Linked DNA regions of Sus scrofa: region 1 is linked to region 2. Evidence: chromatin contacts called from public HiChIP or PLAC-seq data. All regions are on one chromosome and are shown on one strand. Each heading gives the region's core, a stretch centred on a gene start, on an enhancer-like site or on the middle of the called end of the contact. The rest is flanking DNA. Distances are from core to core; before and after follow the strand shown.

Evidence for each region. HiChIP or PLAC-seq counts read pairs in DNA pulled down with a chosen protein or histone mark.
Region 1: an H3K27ac HiChIP or PLAC-seq map of alveolar macrophages shows a contact between it and region 2. The contact joins two enhancer-like sites. A contact is called at or near these places in 6 of 47 Hi-C or Micro-C datasets (embryonic fibroblasts, epiblast stem cells, fetal skeletal muscle and 3 more) and 2 of 2 datasets of contacts at active chromatin or transcription factors (alveolar macrophages and skeletal muscle).

Annotation. Positions count from the first base shown.
Region 1 is chr3:127,136,219-127,140,081 of Sscrofa11.1, forward strand. No RefSeq gene overlaps it. Among named protein-coding and RNA genes, the nearest start is that of ASAP2, 55 kb to the left of the region's middle. Within about 2 kb of position 1,348, at least 10 of the 83 cell types and tissues checked have an H3K27ac peak or open chromatin away from gene starts, as enhancers often do. A contact at or near this core is called in alveolar macrophages, where this site is marked.
Region 2 is chr3:127,010,985-127,014,892 of Sscrofa11.1, forward strand. All of the region lies in intron 2 of ASAP2 (arf-GAP with SH3 domain, ANK repeat and PH domain-containing protein 2), which reads right to left. Among named protein-coding and RNA genes, the nearest start is that of ASAP2, 70 kb to the right of the region's middle. Within about 2 kb of position 1,592, at least 10 of the 83 cell types and tissues checked have an H3K27ac peak or open chromatin away from gene starts, as enhancers often do. A contact at or near this core is called in alveolar macrophages, where this site is marked.

The sequences.
Region 1 (3,863 bases), core at 98-2,597, 120 kb after region 2:
TGTAAAAAAAAAATATGTACAATTAGGCCTTCATCCAGTTCCACTCAGTGGTCCTATCTCGTATCAAATCCAGGAGCTGCCCCCCTGAGCCTGCTCAGCCCTCCCCGGTTTAATACCGTGTGTGGACAGTTCTGTGCAATTCTATGATGCGTGCAGAGTTGTGTACCCAGCACCCCCGAGCATGTGTGTGTTCTCATTGATTTCATGTCTGTGTTCGCAGTGGCTCTCAGGGGCATCTTTGACAGACACACCTCAGGAATCTCACCCACGTCCGCACTGACAGACACCGAAGGCCATGGGCTTGGAGGAGACGCTGCCGCGCGGGGAGGGAGGAGGTAGGAGCCGAATACCAGCTGGAGGAAGAGGCTTGGCTCTGGCTCCTGGGAGAGGCCTCCTGAAAGAGAAATTCCTGGGAGAGGAAGAGGCCCCGGCTCCCCTCGAGGGCACCACGTGGCCGGCAGCCACCTGCTCTTGTCTTAGCCCTCGGCTCCCCAGCTTTCCAGACCTGCTTCTTCATCCCCAAATCATCAGCCCACGTGGTGGTCCCCCTGCGATGCTCTCCAGAAGCAATTTGCCTCTGGAATGTTCTGTGGAACCGGGTGTACCATATTTGGGCTTTTGGAAAAATGTCAGCCTGTTTGATACTATGTCAACAGCAGCCAATACTGTAACCAAGGCTGAGGGGACCTGGATGTCACTGTGGGGAGGCTAGACACCGGGGTCACATTCACCCTCGCACTCAGCTGTTTGGGGTTAGATGCCACCGGCTTGGCGCTTTTTCCAGTAAGAAGCCCAGCCCCGGCTGAGTCTCCTGAAAGCTTTAGCAAGCCAACTCCTACTTAAGGAAGGAGGATATTTTTTCCCCAGGGAGGAGGGAGGTGCCAGTATCAATTTCATGGTCTCCCTATATTTTTATTCTGTCATTTGCACGTTAATTTTTCCAGCCATGAAGTCTGAATTTTGCAGATTCAGCTCATCACAGCCTCAGACACACGCCCAACGGAACGCTCCCGATGGCGCTGCGCGGCGGGGCCTGAGTGGTGCAGTGGCGCCATCTCCTGGTTCGTTTGAGTTCTGCACCCTGAGGAAGATAAATGCTGATCCATCACCTTCCACCGGTACACAGTTCAGCCAACCTCAGAGGCTCCCAGCTCTGGGCAAGTCCAGTGTGAGGGAAGGCGGTGTGGACCTGGGAGATATGGGCCAACGTTTATGGTCCCTACTGTTGGTGTATCGGGAGATAGTCTAGCTGGGACCGGGGAGAATGGACCCAGTCCCTGTCAACAGAGAGCTTACAGGCGGGCACGTCCAGAGCCAAGACAATGATGACAAGTGCTGGAGATGCCGGGAGGCACAGTTCTGGCTCTGCCCCTGCCAGCTGTGGGGCCTTAAGCCACTTAAGCTCTTTGAGACTCAGCTTTTTTGTATGTAAACAGGAAAACGAGGCTAATGATTAGTTCCTGGTGTGGTTGTTTTAAAGACACACTTAAGGTGACATGTAAGGTACATAACAGAGGTTCATGAAAAGGGAGATAATTATACTTCTTATGGATGAAATAGCTGCTCAAAGAAGGGAGTACTGGGAAGTGGGGGTCACGACGTGAAGACACGTTTCAGCTGTGCTTTGAAAGATGCGTGGGAGTTTTCCGATCAGACACAGGGGGAAGGCTTTCTATGTGGGTGAAGGGTGTGTACAGAGGCGCAGTAAGAGGAAGTGCCGTGGTGCATTTGGGAAACGGCACATACTTTGGTTTGAGCTCAGCCCAAGGGGGAGAGCAGGTGGAAGCGAAAGTGGGCAGGTCAGCCCCATCAGAACCTCTGGAGTGGGTTGTGAAAATCTCTTTTCATGAAATGATTCCCTGGGGATTCTGAGGCAGCCTGCCAAAGGTCCAATATCTGAAAGCCGGCACTGTACCAAGCAGTCTACATAATTCTCTCTCATCTGCACCACAACCTGACAAAGTGGACATTATACGCAGCAGAAGGCTGAGGCTCAGAGGGGTTAAGCGACTTGCCCAAGATCACACAGTGAACGTGAGCTGAGATTCAATCCCTGCTCATTTTGACTCCAAATCCCATATATGCCCAGAGTGCTCAGGAAAAGCAGAGTGCACACTCTTCAGGGCTGGGCTGACACAGGGGCTGGGGTCCTGTCTTTCTGAGGTCTGTGCTGTCAGGATTTGAGAGCAGTCAGCTTCTGCTCCAGGGAGCCCCATTCTGCAGACCAGATTCTTATGCTGGGTGCATGCAGTTAGATTTTCCTGGTTAAATTCCTACTGGAAGGAATAGAGCCCTGCTTTTTCTTCTCTGGAATTTGCCAGAGATCGTTTTGTGAGTGCACAGGGAAAGTTTTTTAAAAAATGCAAAACAATCTTAAACTTACAGAAAGGCTTCAGCTCAAATGACACATTTTCGTTTGAGTGTAAGTTGCCATGATGCTCCATCACCCGCAAATATCTCAGCATATTTCCTGCAAATAAGGACTTCCTCCTATCCGGCCATAATGCAGCCGCCGCTCCCAACAGACGCTGGATGCGATGCTTTGGTCGCTGGCATTCACGTCCCGTCAGCCATCCCGGGGATGGCTTTGTCGTAAAAGGATCTGGTTCAGGTTCACGTTGGCATTTGGTGGTGGGCCTCCTTGGTCTCTGACAACCTGGAGCCATCCCTCAGCCTTGGCACTTGGATGATTAAGGGCCAGTTTGTCCACAGACTGTCCCTCCGTGTGGATGTGGCTGCTGTTCCCTTGGGATTGGATTCAGGTTAAAAGTCTTGGGCAGCAATAACCCGGAGTGCTACTTAGGTGGCACCTGATTTCAATTAGTGCCATTCATGATGACACTCACGGTATCATGGGGTTACAGTGGTGACGGCCGGGCTTCCCCCTGTAACGTGACCTTTGCAGTGAACAGATATTGGGGGGGCGGTGATATGTTGAAACTCTGTGAATGTCCCGTCCGTCGTCTCCTGTGTTCATCTCTATACCCTGCTTGCTCAGTGGGTTAGACCCCGTTACTCTCAGTATTTCTCTGGTACACACATTGTCTCGGATTTGGCTAAAGGGGGAGCCCCCGAAGCCAGCTTCTGTGTCCTTCGTCGTGTCCCCTTGTTCTCCTAGTGCTCCAGGTTTTCTGATGCAGTAAGATGTCCTGAGCTCCTTCTGTACCCTCTCTGCCCCAGCCCTGGAACCAGCCCGTTCTCCCAGGCGCCCCAGTCCCCTTAGTGGAGAAGAGAATTTAAAGTCAGTATCTGGATGCAACCAGAGAGTCTCCTACTAAGTGATACTAAGTGAAGTAAGAAAAAGATAAGTACCATGTGATACCACTTATATGTGGAATCTAAAACATAGCACAAATGACCCTATTTGCAAAACAGAAACAGACTCACAGACACGGAGAACAGATCTGAGGTTGCCTGGCCGGGGGTGGGGTGGGGAGGGTGGGGGGATGGACGGGGAGTTTGGGGTTGGTAGAGGCAAACTGTTATATTTAGAAGGGTTAAGCAATGAGGTCTTACTGCACAGCACAGGGAACTCGACCCGATTACTTGGCATAGAATGCGATGGAAGATTATAAGAGAAAAAGAATATATGTATATGCATGACTGGGTTGCTTTGCTGTGCAGCAGAAATGGGCACAACATCGTCAATCAACCATTCTTTCATAAAAATACCAAAAAAAGTCAGTATCTGGGTGCCAGGTGTGTTCATTGCTCCTTGGGGGCGGGGTGTCACGGCTCCCAGGCCCTCTTAATGGAATAGCTGTGTGTGTGTGCGTGTGTGTGTACACATTTACATCTGTATTCTATACCTATCTATGTATTTATGTATTTGGATCACATGTTTTCTTATCAACCTCCTTTTG
Region 2 (3,908 bases), core at 342-2,841:
CAACGGCTCCGTTACCTACGGAGGACCAGGATCCTCTGCCACCGGGTTCCCGGCCCGAGGGGACCTGACGGAGACGGGCTACCTGACCTGAGCCCCCACCAGCAGAGGCGGTGTGGAGAAGGCCCGCCTAGGCCACCAGCCCTCCGGGGTCGCTCGCGGCAGGTACACAGAAGACAGAGGGCCTCTCTCCCGGGGCTCCCCGCCACTTCTCTACTCTCTCCAACACTCTGTGCTCCCACCTTCAAAGCCCGATGCAAAACTCACGTCCATCCAGACGGTCCTGGGGTGTCCCCTCTGACCGCATGGAGACCTCATGGACGTTATCACCGGCGGTACCTGGGCTGGGGGGTCTGGCGTGGGCAGCCAGCAGTGGGTCAGTAAGGTCCAGGTGCAGTGGCTACTAAAATGTGAAGACTCTGGTCTGTGATCACCTCATGGCCTTTGACCCTGCCCTATGTTACTGACAACAAATTGGCATGAAGTCTGTGTTTCCTCCCTGTAAACACCTATTGCCTGCAGCAGCAGTACACCTGCAGGTACAGCGAGGGACAGGGACTGAGACTGGTCTCTGGGGTCGTGTACCGTTTCTGCGGATTTTTTCTGTCCCACTAGATTCTAGGCTCAGAGGACAGAAAACCTGTTGAGAGTCACCTAGATTTATCCATCCTGTACTCCCTGCACAGCCCGCTGGTTGCGATGGGGAGAACTTCCCCGGATGCTGGGAAAACATCCAGCCGAGGCGAAAGCCCACCGCACCGCAAGCATGAAGAATATAAAGACTCCCGAGGCCGAGCCCTGCATCAAGGGAACAAGCTTCCAATGAGAGACTCGCACACCAGTCAATGTGGCACAGGACAGAGGCCGTGAAGAGAATGGCACTGGAGAATTCGGGGTGCCTGGGACAGCCAGGACACGGGCAGGACTGCAGATGACAAGGCTGGGGGGAGGGGGCCGAGGAAGGACTTCATCCCAGGTAACGGAGGGCCCCCAAACGGCTGTAAAGTGACAAGACTTGCCTGTAAGAAAAGTGAAATGGGAGGGGACACAGATGACCGAAGCCTGGCACCTGCCAACACACACTTTAGCAAGACGGAGGTAAACATGCACCCGCAAGCCACGTGGTGGACATCACGGGAGGTGGCAACACAGCACCGTGTGAGGAAGACGGCGTTTCGGAGGCCTGGTGCCAGGAAAGGCTTCTCAGAGGCGGGGAACGTTCCTTTGGAGTCAGAGAGAGAAGAGCCTGAAACAGAGCTGCCATCTGCTTGTGTCGCCAACCTCTCCTTACCCTAGGAGCTCCTCTGCCCCCTAGGGCGGCTCTAGGACCACTCAGAGGAGACAGGGAGGGGCTCGCTGATAAGGAACGGGGGACCCCCTCGCTCCAGGCCGGGCAAGCAGAGCAGGGAGGTGGGTCGGCATTTGCTGGACGTGGACCTCCGGCTCCTAGAAACCCGAGGTCCCATCACGCAGGTGCCCTCTTGACGGCAAAGCCGTCCGATGAGCTACAGGACAGGACGTGCCTGCGGCCCCTGCAGGCTGCATTCAGCCATTTCCTCTGTTTTCACCACGCTGAACCTGGGGGATGCCATTCCCGTTACTCACGGCAGATGTCCCCAGCCCGCAACCACGGACAGCACAGCGGACCGGGAGAGAAGGGACTCCTGTGGTCTCAGGGACAAGTGGCCCCTAGAACAGCAACGGTCTCAAGGCCTCAGGTAACAACAGCCGCCACTCACGGAGGACGACTGTGCATACAGAGCCCTGGATGGTTCCCCAGCTCGGCAGGATTTTACACATGAGGAATCAGACTTATTTGCTGAGTAATGTAGTCCTCGTTTTACAGTAAGGCAAACGGCCAACTCGGATGGAATCCCCATCTGTAAACCAGGGGGCTTGGCTCGATCAGTGGTTCTTGAATATTCTGGGTATCAGACGCCAATAAAAATCAGAAGAATGGTGTGAATTCTCTCTTCAGGAATAGGTATCCTGACTTAACTTTCCGTCCACTCTTTAGGATGCACAGACCCAACACGCCATGTAAAAAGCCCAGGCCAGATGAGCCAAAATTGCCCACCAAAAGATATGAGGGCCGTGTGGACCATGCGGATCAGGTGTGACCCAGGTATGGTTCCTGCTGAGACCTGGGACGCGCTCCTTCAGACCAGCCTTCCTTCCGTGACGAACACGTTGGCCGCTGCTGCCGGGACGCCACCGATGAGCCAGAGCGTCCCACGCGCGCCTGTTAACCAGTGGCGAGGAGAGATCCAGAACCTCAGAGCCCTACCACGCGGGACAGAGGCCACGGTTCCCCCTCCACCTCCCTCTCGAGAAACAGAGTCCACCCACCAACTCCCTGCAGAGCCCTCCCGGCGACCAGACCACCTCCGGGGCTGCCCCCCAGCTAACGTCTCCCTCGGACTTCAGTCCAAACCTGCTCTCGTGAAACCACCCTGGAGAGAGGAAGAGTCCAGACGTCTCGCTTCCTCATTCCGGGGAAAGCTCGCCTTCCCTCGGCCGCCCCAAGCCTCCCCGCGTCCTTCTGACCATGAGGCCTCCAGCTCTAACGCGAGGGTCCTCCCAAGACGCTGCTCTTACGACTCAGGGTCTCGGCAGCAGGACCTACGTGCCTGAGGTCACCTGCGCGCCCTTGGAGGGCAGACGGTCAGCACACGACGCCGGTCCTGTGCCGGCTCTCATGGAGCTTGTGACCAACCAGCACCACCTTGGGGTCCTTCAGCAGGTGGCTTGGGCTCAGCCGGGGGACATCTGGGGCGCCCCCCACGACCTCGCGGCCTGGTGATTCTCCCTGGCAATCCGCCCCCGCGCCTCCCTGCGCACGAGGCCGGGGCCGCCGGGGCCGGAAGGAGAGCCTGGGAAGCAAACCCGGTCCCGAGGCTCGGCTTCTCTGCGGCCGGCTTCGCGCCTCAGTGGCCTCACTGAAAAGGGAGTTCCCGACAGTCCCCAGCTCGGGGGCGGGGGGGGGGGGGGGGGAGGATTAAACTGAGGTATTTATTCAGCACAGCGCTTGGCCTGTAATCAACACTTTGCGTATGAGCTTTTTTCCACTGCAGGGAGGCTTCCACGGCGAGATGTATGAACATCAGCACAGGCGTGCCTTCTCCGCTTCCTCATTTGTTAAAACCCATCTTCCTTTAAATCACAGACATGCATGCACGTTGTTTTATATCAACTTTACTGTCTGAGGATTTCATCTCAGCACCTTCTTCGTGTTGCTACGTGAGCATCATTCCGTCACCAGCTACACCCCAACCGACGAGCGGGTGTCCTCAGTCTTCCACTTCAATACGCAACACGACAACGCAAGGAGCACCCCTGCGCATCTTCGCAATAACGACTGTATTCTTCGGGACGTGCACGTCCATACCGCTTTCTAAAACCCCGTGTACCACCTCTCAGTGCCACAGCAAAGTAGTTTCACCTTTTTCTTGACCAACCCTGAGGATTCTAATTTGTTTTCTCCTGTACTAGGGAAAATCACGCCAGATACAGTTCCTTCTTAAGGCGCCATGAAGTGTCAGTTCCTAAGCTACTGCACATATTTCTCTTGAACTACTCTACTCTCACTGTGATACAGTAACAGAAACAATCCTCGGTGCTGATTTAGTAGCCGTAGTCTAATCAGCAGGGCAAATGACAGGGAGAAACGCACACACGGCGCCGAATGTTCATTTTCTTGTGTAAGTGAGAGATGGTAAGGGTGTGAGGGAAAATTAGCGTTTTGTTTCTCTGTAATTTTCATTTCCAGGATGTGCCCATTTCTCCAGGATGCCCAGACTGCGGGTAAAGAAGGGATAAGCCACTCTTAGTAAGAACAGCTCCATGGCGTCCTTAAGAAGGGCCATTCCGGAGAAGGGAAAATGAAAGTCCTTGGTTGCTTCCTTCTTGAT